Linked DNA regions of Gasterosteus aculeatus: region 1 is linked to region 2. The links are chromatin contacts, called in public Hi-C maps. All regions are on one chromosome and are shown on one strand. The core of a region is the stretch at or near the end of the contact, and the rest is flanking DNA. Distances in the headings are between cores, read along the strand shown.

Evidence for each region. Hi-C and Micro-C count contacts between places; a contact is called where the count stands out from the background.
Region 1: a Hi-C map of skeletal muscle shows a contact between it and region 2, with 2.3 times the contacts expected there. The contact joins the enhancer-like site here to the promoter of LOC120824320 in region 2. A contact is called at or near these places in 3 of 6 Hi-C or Micro-C datasets (skeletal muscle, tail fin and whole body).

Annotation. Positions count from the first base shown.
Region 1 is chr8:448,069-451,526 of fGasAcu3.hap1.1, forward strand. No RefSeq gene overlaps it. Among protein-coding and RNA genes, the nearest start is that of b4galt6, 14 kb to the left of the region's middle. Within about 2 kb of position 1,268, at least 3 of the 9 cell types and tissues checked have open chromatin away from gene starts, as enhancers often do.
Region 2 is chr8:396,393-400,071 of fGasAcu3.hap1.1, forward strand. It overlaps LOC120824320 (desmoglein-2-like protein), which reads left to right and starts at 1,678. Exons shown (of 14, transcript XM_078107514.1): 1 at 1,678-1,840; 2 at 2,960-3,085. The coding sequence starts at 1,778.

The DNA of each region.
Region 1 (3,458 bases), core at 18-2,517, 51 kb after region 2:
CTTGACTCGGGCTCCTGTTTGTGTTCGCTGCTTGTTTTTTGCTGCACTGCTGCTGAATCCGCATGAACATGTATGTAAATATCTGCCTCGGTCACAGAACACGAATATGTAAATATGGGCCTTGCTAATGTGCTCGGGGCGTTTAACAGTGATGTTCCAGTGGGTTGGTTTTTATTTTGGCAGCTACCTTTTGTTCTAAGGATTTAATAAGAGTGAGTGGTTCCCTCCTAACTGGAAGACAGTCTAACAAAACATATATACATACATATATGTATGAAAAAGACTAGAATTATCCAAATCTTGAGATTTGAAGTTATCTTTTGCATGCCTTAATTTATTTTGTTTACCAGATTTTGTTGTCGCTTCATGGGTTATGTGTGTGGACCTTGTACTTTTCTTTTGAGGTGCACCGTGTGAAACGAGTGGCGCTGCTCCTCAGGAGGAAACTGGGTTTTTTATTGTCAGATCATTGTTTTGATTTAGTGGTGATCATGTGATGAAGCCGTGCACTGACGATGCTGTGAGTCTGGACGGTAATCTTTTCATTTCTAGAGCCAGAATGAGAGAACTGCTGTTCTTGAATGGCGCACGCTGTAAGGAAGCAGAACCAGGCGTTCTGGTGTTCACTGTTTGGACCTCCGGGCTTTTGACTTTGGTATGAAGTAGTTGTGTGTGGACGCTGTCCTTTGACCGTCTCCGACCCAGACTGTCATCCATCAGAGGCCCAAACGCTGTGCCCTTATTGGTCCTTCATTTCACTGTGAGGCTTCGGTGTCCAAAGACATGCAAGAACCACAGAACTAAAGGCTTTGCTGCAGGGGTCCGGCTCCAAAGCAGCCCACTGAGGGAGCCTCGCTGGCTCTGTCCTCTGTTTTCAGTACCCCCTATGAGGTCCATTCATCACATCACATGGGGGGCTACATGGTCCTGCTTGTGCGATGGGTGGCGTTGGGACTGAACCTTCTTGCAGGTGTGTGTGTGTGTGTGTGTGTGTGTGTGTGTGTGTGTGTGTGTGTGTGTGTGTGTGTGTGTGTGTGTGTGTGTGTGTGTGTGTGTGTGTGTGTGTGTGTGTGTGTGTGTGTGTGTGTGTGTGTGTGTGTGTGTGTGTGTGTGTGTGTGTGGGGGGGGGGGTCAAAGGTACTGCATTGGGGGGTGACTGACTGACTGTAAATGGTCCGTACAGCCACAGCTCTTGAAGCCTGGTGGGTGTAGCCAGACCTCGTCCCTTCTCGCAGCAGCTATCGTCATGGCAACCTGTGTTTAGAGCTCGACATGTTGATGACGTTACCGCTCCCCGTGTGGAGGACTGGGCTGTTGGTCTCCCTGGTCCCGGTTGGCCTTGCTGTCCTGTTGCTGAGAGGTCACCGTTCAGCCTGCCGGTGGTCAGTGAAGCCACAAATATTCAAGTATCGCTCATTTGTTGAACGTCCATTTTCATCTCCTTACAGCTTTTCTTTTTTGGGTGAAAGCCAAGTTCTGAACAAACAAACGCCATCATCCTACAGATCAACCTGAGATATTATTACACTTTGGGCATTTTCATCTGTAGCATGCAGTAAACAGACAACCTACTGTATCGGAGCACATGCACTAGACTATTTTAGTGCCAAAGCGCTGCCCTGCCAGTGACCTCATTGGTGCACAGGTGTTTTTAAACAGGTGCATTCTGGGTGCCTAATGTTGACAGTGTGACGTTATTTGCAGTGTTTTAGAATTCCCAAATCAGCATGAAACCGACGATGCGCTCATGGCTCAGCACAGCTGTCAATCATCGTGGCTCCACAACCAGTTTTTGTGTTGCAAAGGAAATAAAAGGCGTCCGTGAGCTGCTTCCCAGCATGAGGTGGGAAATGGTCCCAACTCGGGTCCAGAAGACGAGCGCTAAACTCTAAATGGTTGGTAATGAGCGGCGGTCGCTTTTCCTCACAGCAATATCTGAAGTCAGAGCCTTTAAGAACCGTATTCCATTCTGCAGTATTAGTTTGTGCCTTGAGTTCTTTTCTTTTCTTTTCTTTTTTTACTTTACATTGTGACTGAGGAGATTAGACCCGTCACATCAAACGAGAAGCTCACTGATCTGATGATGCATACGGCTGCACCATCGCCGCTAGTGGCTGCTGGGGCAGAATCCAGGGTTCATTTCAAGAAAAACCACATCACTGAAAATACAAGCCCCTCTCCCGTCGTCTGTCTTCTTCAGTGTGCACGACCCCCACACAGACCGACGAATGGACAGAACGGAGTGACTCCATCGAGTGTGCATGATGGTCAGTGACAGCCTGATACACATCATCTGGCCTCCACTGCTTTACATCACATACAGTATTACACCATTGTGTGAGGTTCTCTTTTTTTTTTTCTGGACTCATTGATTAGAACTTGACTGATAAATCGCTGTGTGCTGGGCTGCCGGCATAAGTATTGATGTTGGTGCTGGGTGGTTGAGGTAGTGTATATCCAGACAATGAAAAGATGGGTTAGAAGTGTATTCACTGCATTCACACGGGGCGTTTGTTCATGGGGGGGTGGATCATCTGTTACGGTATGGCTGTATTAGGCAAGCTACAACTAGATCTGGAGTCATGGAAATGCCCTAGATGGGTTTAAATGAATTGGCAGAGCCGTTACACAGCGATGTCCTTTAGTAGAGCTTTGGGTTCCTCATCTTAACTGTGAGCAGGGTGGACTTGACCCTGATCAACACTGCAGGAGATCATGTGACACCGCTGAAAAGCTCCAGAACTGCTACCAGAGCCTCTTTGGGTGACAAGCCGAGTAGTCCCAAAGGTTTTGGATATGATTTAGACACACGGTTGCCTTTTCATTGGTGACGAAGTGTCTTACTCAACATAGTTTGGTCACAAAGCAAAAATAAATGTTTGTGAAAAGAATACTTGTCGACATGTTTTGGTACCAAACTCTTTTGAACCATCAGCCTCCAATTCCGTTCTTAGTCCGGCTCTCACTGATCATTGTAACGGAACAAGATGGAGGCCACGAGGTGAGAGCCTCAGGAAGTGGAGCTCCTGCTAAGGCCTCAGATTTTCAGAACATATTTAGTGGTGGCGATTCCCAGAGCTAAAAGAAAGACCCAAACTAAATGAATCACCCATTCCACCCCCTCCATGGTTGTTGGACACATCTGTCCTGAGGAAGGACCAGTTTTCTGATTCCCTGTACGTCCTTGTCTCATTCTTCATGAGTCGCTCCACACTGAGAGCCAAACCCGTGGACATGTTAATGTAGCACCCCCACCAATGGGCGCCATTGTCAGACTTCTCCATTATTTGGTAACAGTATAAAAAGAGTTTGAGTCTGGTGTTGAATTGTTACTTTGTAAAGTTCTTTTTCTTGTGAAAAGATAATAAACACTTCATTGCCAAATTCTGGGAAACAGGCGTAAATATTTGTCTCATTTCTTCACATGAATCACCCAGCTTTTCTCAGGTCTCTTGAAA
Region 2 (3,679 bases), core at 428-2,927:
ATATGTTTTTTTCATAACAATTGGATCCATCAATTTGGCTGAATGGACACATGCAATAAAATGATATTGGCTGTTGTAACACTCCAATGTAGGTTTAGTTTGCTAGATTAATATGCTTAACTCTGGGCTAGTATCAGATGGTTTTACGTAGAACTACAGAGCCTTAAGGAATGAATATCAGAGAAAGAACACACAATAAAGAAACTGGAATCCGAGGGTAGAATTAATATGAGCTATATTGTAGAAATGAACAGAACATACGATGGGGTATGAACATCAGTGGTATCAAAAGTGTAGCATGCTGGATGTGATTGTGTGTAGGGGGGTGGAAGGTGCATAACGAAACAAGTTGTGTCACCAGTCAGTGGTTTCCCTCTTTTTTCTCCCTGAGCTTTTCCACCTTTTGAAGGATTTACGTTTTGGTGCTGGCCTGCATTCCAAAACAGCTTTGTTTGCGAACAACGATCCAAGTGTCGAGTAGGCTAGAGCAATGGTTTAAACCCAATCACAGAGGGCCAACATTTATAACTGGGACTATACAACTTTGATACGATATGTCTCGCCATTATTTCTTTTCAAAAAAATTATCCATGTTTATAATGTATTATACCTGTAAGCCATTTGATATATGTGACGAGCTGATTGATGGGCGGGTTGAGCCTATATAGGGGAGGAACCTATGGGGGCTCGTCAGGTGTTTCCAACCAGAATAGCCAGTTTTTGACCGCACATGCTGAGTAGTGCTACGTTACACACGCTGGGTGGATGGTTGTAAACTGTATGATGAGAAGGATGGAGAAAAGGGACTAAACAGAACAAAGGCTACAGGACTGTCATTCATCCGAGACGAACAGCGGCGCGTCAATTAGGGCTGTCGGACGAAATGCCTCAGTGGCTTAAAGCGTAGGCTTAGCCTCTACAATACAAATGCAACCCCCTAAAGCTAAAAACACAAACCGTTCAGAAGAGTGCATTGTCGTGGACATGGGCAGCGCCACCTCATTAGTTATTAAACGTACAAGGTCTTCCTGGCCTACTATGTCAGTATGTTACGGTCGGCCTAATGTTCCAAAGAGTGAAAAATTCTTACTACTGTAGAAAAACAGCGTATTTATGTATTATTATACTTGCAAGCAAAAGACTTATTTGACAACATACAAATATCAAAGGTTTTTATGGCAGCAGGCATAAATAAAAAGGTGGGGGGCTTCCGGCAAAAAACAATTGCTGGCAGTTAACCTTGAATGTAGACTGCCATCTTTGGAGATTATGAACATTGACACAAACATTTTGATCATCCGATGACCCAGAACCCAACGTGCCTCTTAGTGAAGGAGCGTTTTCCAAGAGAGAAATTAAAGTAGCCATGCACAGACTGAACGCACTCATTGTGAAAAAATAAAAAACCTCTCCTCTCTAAACCTTAACCATAACTTCAGCGAAAAAATACATATTTTCTGAAAAAAGTGGTAGGTTTTCTCATGACCGAGTGTTTTTACATGGCACTACCTTTTTATCTTTGTTAGCTTCATCCAGTCTCTGAAGCATTAGTTCAACCTTTAAAAGCCATAAGGCAGTAATCAGGCACACCTTTAAGAAACATGCACACATGTGACAGTTGAGATCATGAAAACATGCATGATGCTAGGAGAGGGAGGACTGACTGGTTTTAGGTATGGAGGGAGGGGGAGGAAGCTGACATAGGACAAACTAGACTTGAACACACCTGACAGCTGTCTGCAGTGGGGCTTTCAGCACATAGAAAGGACAGGCTTCCATGAACATGGCTAAACTCTCCCTCACAGAAGTGGCCCTGCTGCTTCTGCTAGTACTGGCCTTGGTGAGTATTTGCCATAAGACTACTTAATTTCCTTTTGGCTCACTAGAACATATTGTAAGATTTTGTTCATTTGTTCATCATTTAAGTGGGCATCATTTAATGGGTGCAGTCTTTGGTACGGAGCAAAATGGTACTAACCTGACACGTGAAAGATTAGGTTCATTAAAGTATATCGATCCAACATCATATAGAATTATGATTTTGTCACAACTTCACAACCAAAGTTCTTGATGAATCTGACAGTAATTTCACCACTGGCAGGCCTTGATGTAGGAACAATTTAAGATGGGAAGAAACCTTTTTGTGAGTCAATCTTCTGCTGGACGGGATTTTCTTTTCTTCAGATCCTTGGTGTAAATTATAAAGTTAGCGTTATTGGATTTCCGGCTGTTCATTTTGGCTGTCAAGTTAGTGTCTGCGGTGGCAGGGGTTGCAAATCTGTCTTTTTTTATACTTTTACCGTTACTGTCATGAGTAACCGAGTGACCTAAAAGAAACAAACAAAAATCTATATCATTATTTTCATAATTTACTCCAGGGATTGGCCAATAGTCCAACAGGCGCATGTCTGACGTGAAACCCACCTTCTAAGTAAATAAATGTCACCCTTCAGGAATGTTCCAACAAACATGACTATATCTAATCATTCAGTGTATTAGTTACTTTATAACGTCTGCATTAAAGATCTTTCAAAGATAGCATTGTATTGGCAATAATGGTGATATTTAAAATATGAATATATTCATTTTGTAACACACATGATGAAATTGGATAAATGGCTGCTCTTAAATAAAATGTATGCAAATATGGTTACTAACGTTCGGTCCACATCTCAACACTGGTACTGTATATTGAAAAATGTTAACAAAGTTAACTAAATTAATTAAATCAAAGAATGATTATTATTATTTAAAATACAATGGTTATTTAAAATCACTGTATATAGTGCCGTATCTTTCACGTGTAGGAAAGTCAACTCCTTAAGTCCTTCATGGTTCCTGGGACCTGGGAGAGTTCCTCCCCTAAAATAGATGATCCCTAGAAACAGTGTTCTGATAAATATAATTGTTAAATAATAAAGGGGGTTCTCAGAACTATGAAAAACCTGTTTGCTTTCAGATGCTGAGTGCTGAGGCGAGAGAAAACACGCCAAGGACGCTTAGGAGGATAAAGAGAGAGTGGATCCTTCCTCCTAGCAAGCTGTGGGAGAACATTGACTACACCGGCAAGGATTTTATTGCCAAGGTCATTGGGCGTTTGTCATTTAAACCTTTTCTCTTAACTTGCCTATGTCGGCTCCAGAATGTGTCAAGTAATTTCATTCCATTGGCTGGTCTGCCAATAACCCTGCAGCACTAAACCTGTTTGACAGCTATCTCAGTGAGTTCTCGTCTTCAGTTGTATCACTGAGGGAATATGTTCCTGGGCTAAAATCAGATATACAGGGCCTTATGAGATAACGCTTTTGCGCCCACGTCATGCAAATTTGATTTGCAATATGTGCGTAAAAGCATGGCGAGGTATGTACAAACAAGCCGCAGTGAGGTTTAAAGCGCAGTCTACCTGTCGTGGGAACGAAAAAGGCAAATTGCACTCAGTGTCATGCATATGCATTAATAGGAGGGTCAAGTTTCCCATAAACAGATGGGAGGGGATGCATAAAGTGCGTGAATCATGTATTCCGTGGTATGTACAGAAGCTGCATGTGAAAGCATGCCTCCGTTTTGCGGTGAAAATTCTTCGCTTCTTAAAAGTATTTGTGAACCAGAATGCGTGTTTCCTCCCATATTCTTCCTGGTGAAATGACGGCAGTAATCTGAGCCAGACGGCATCATAGGC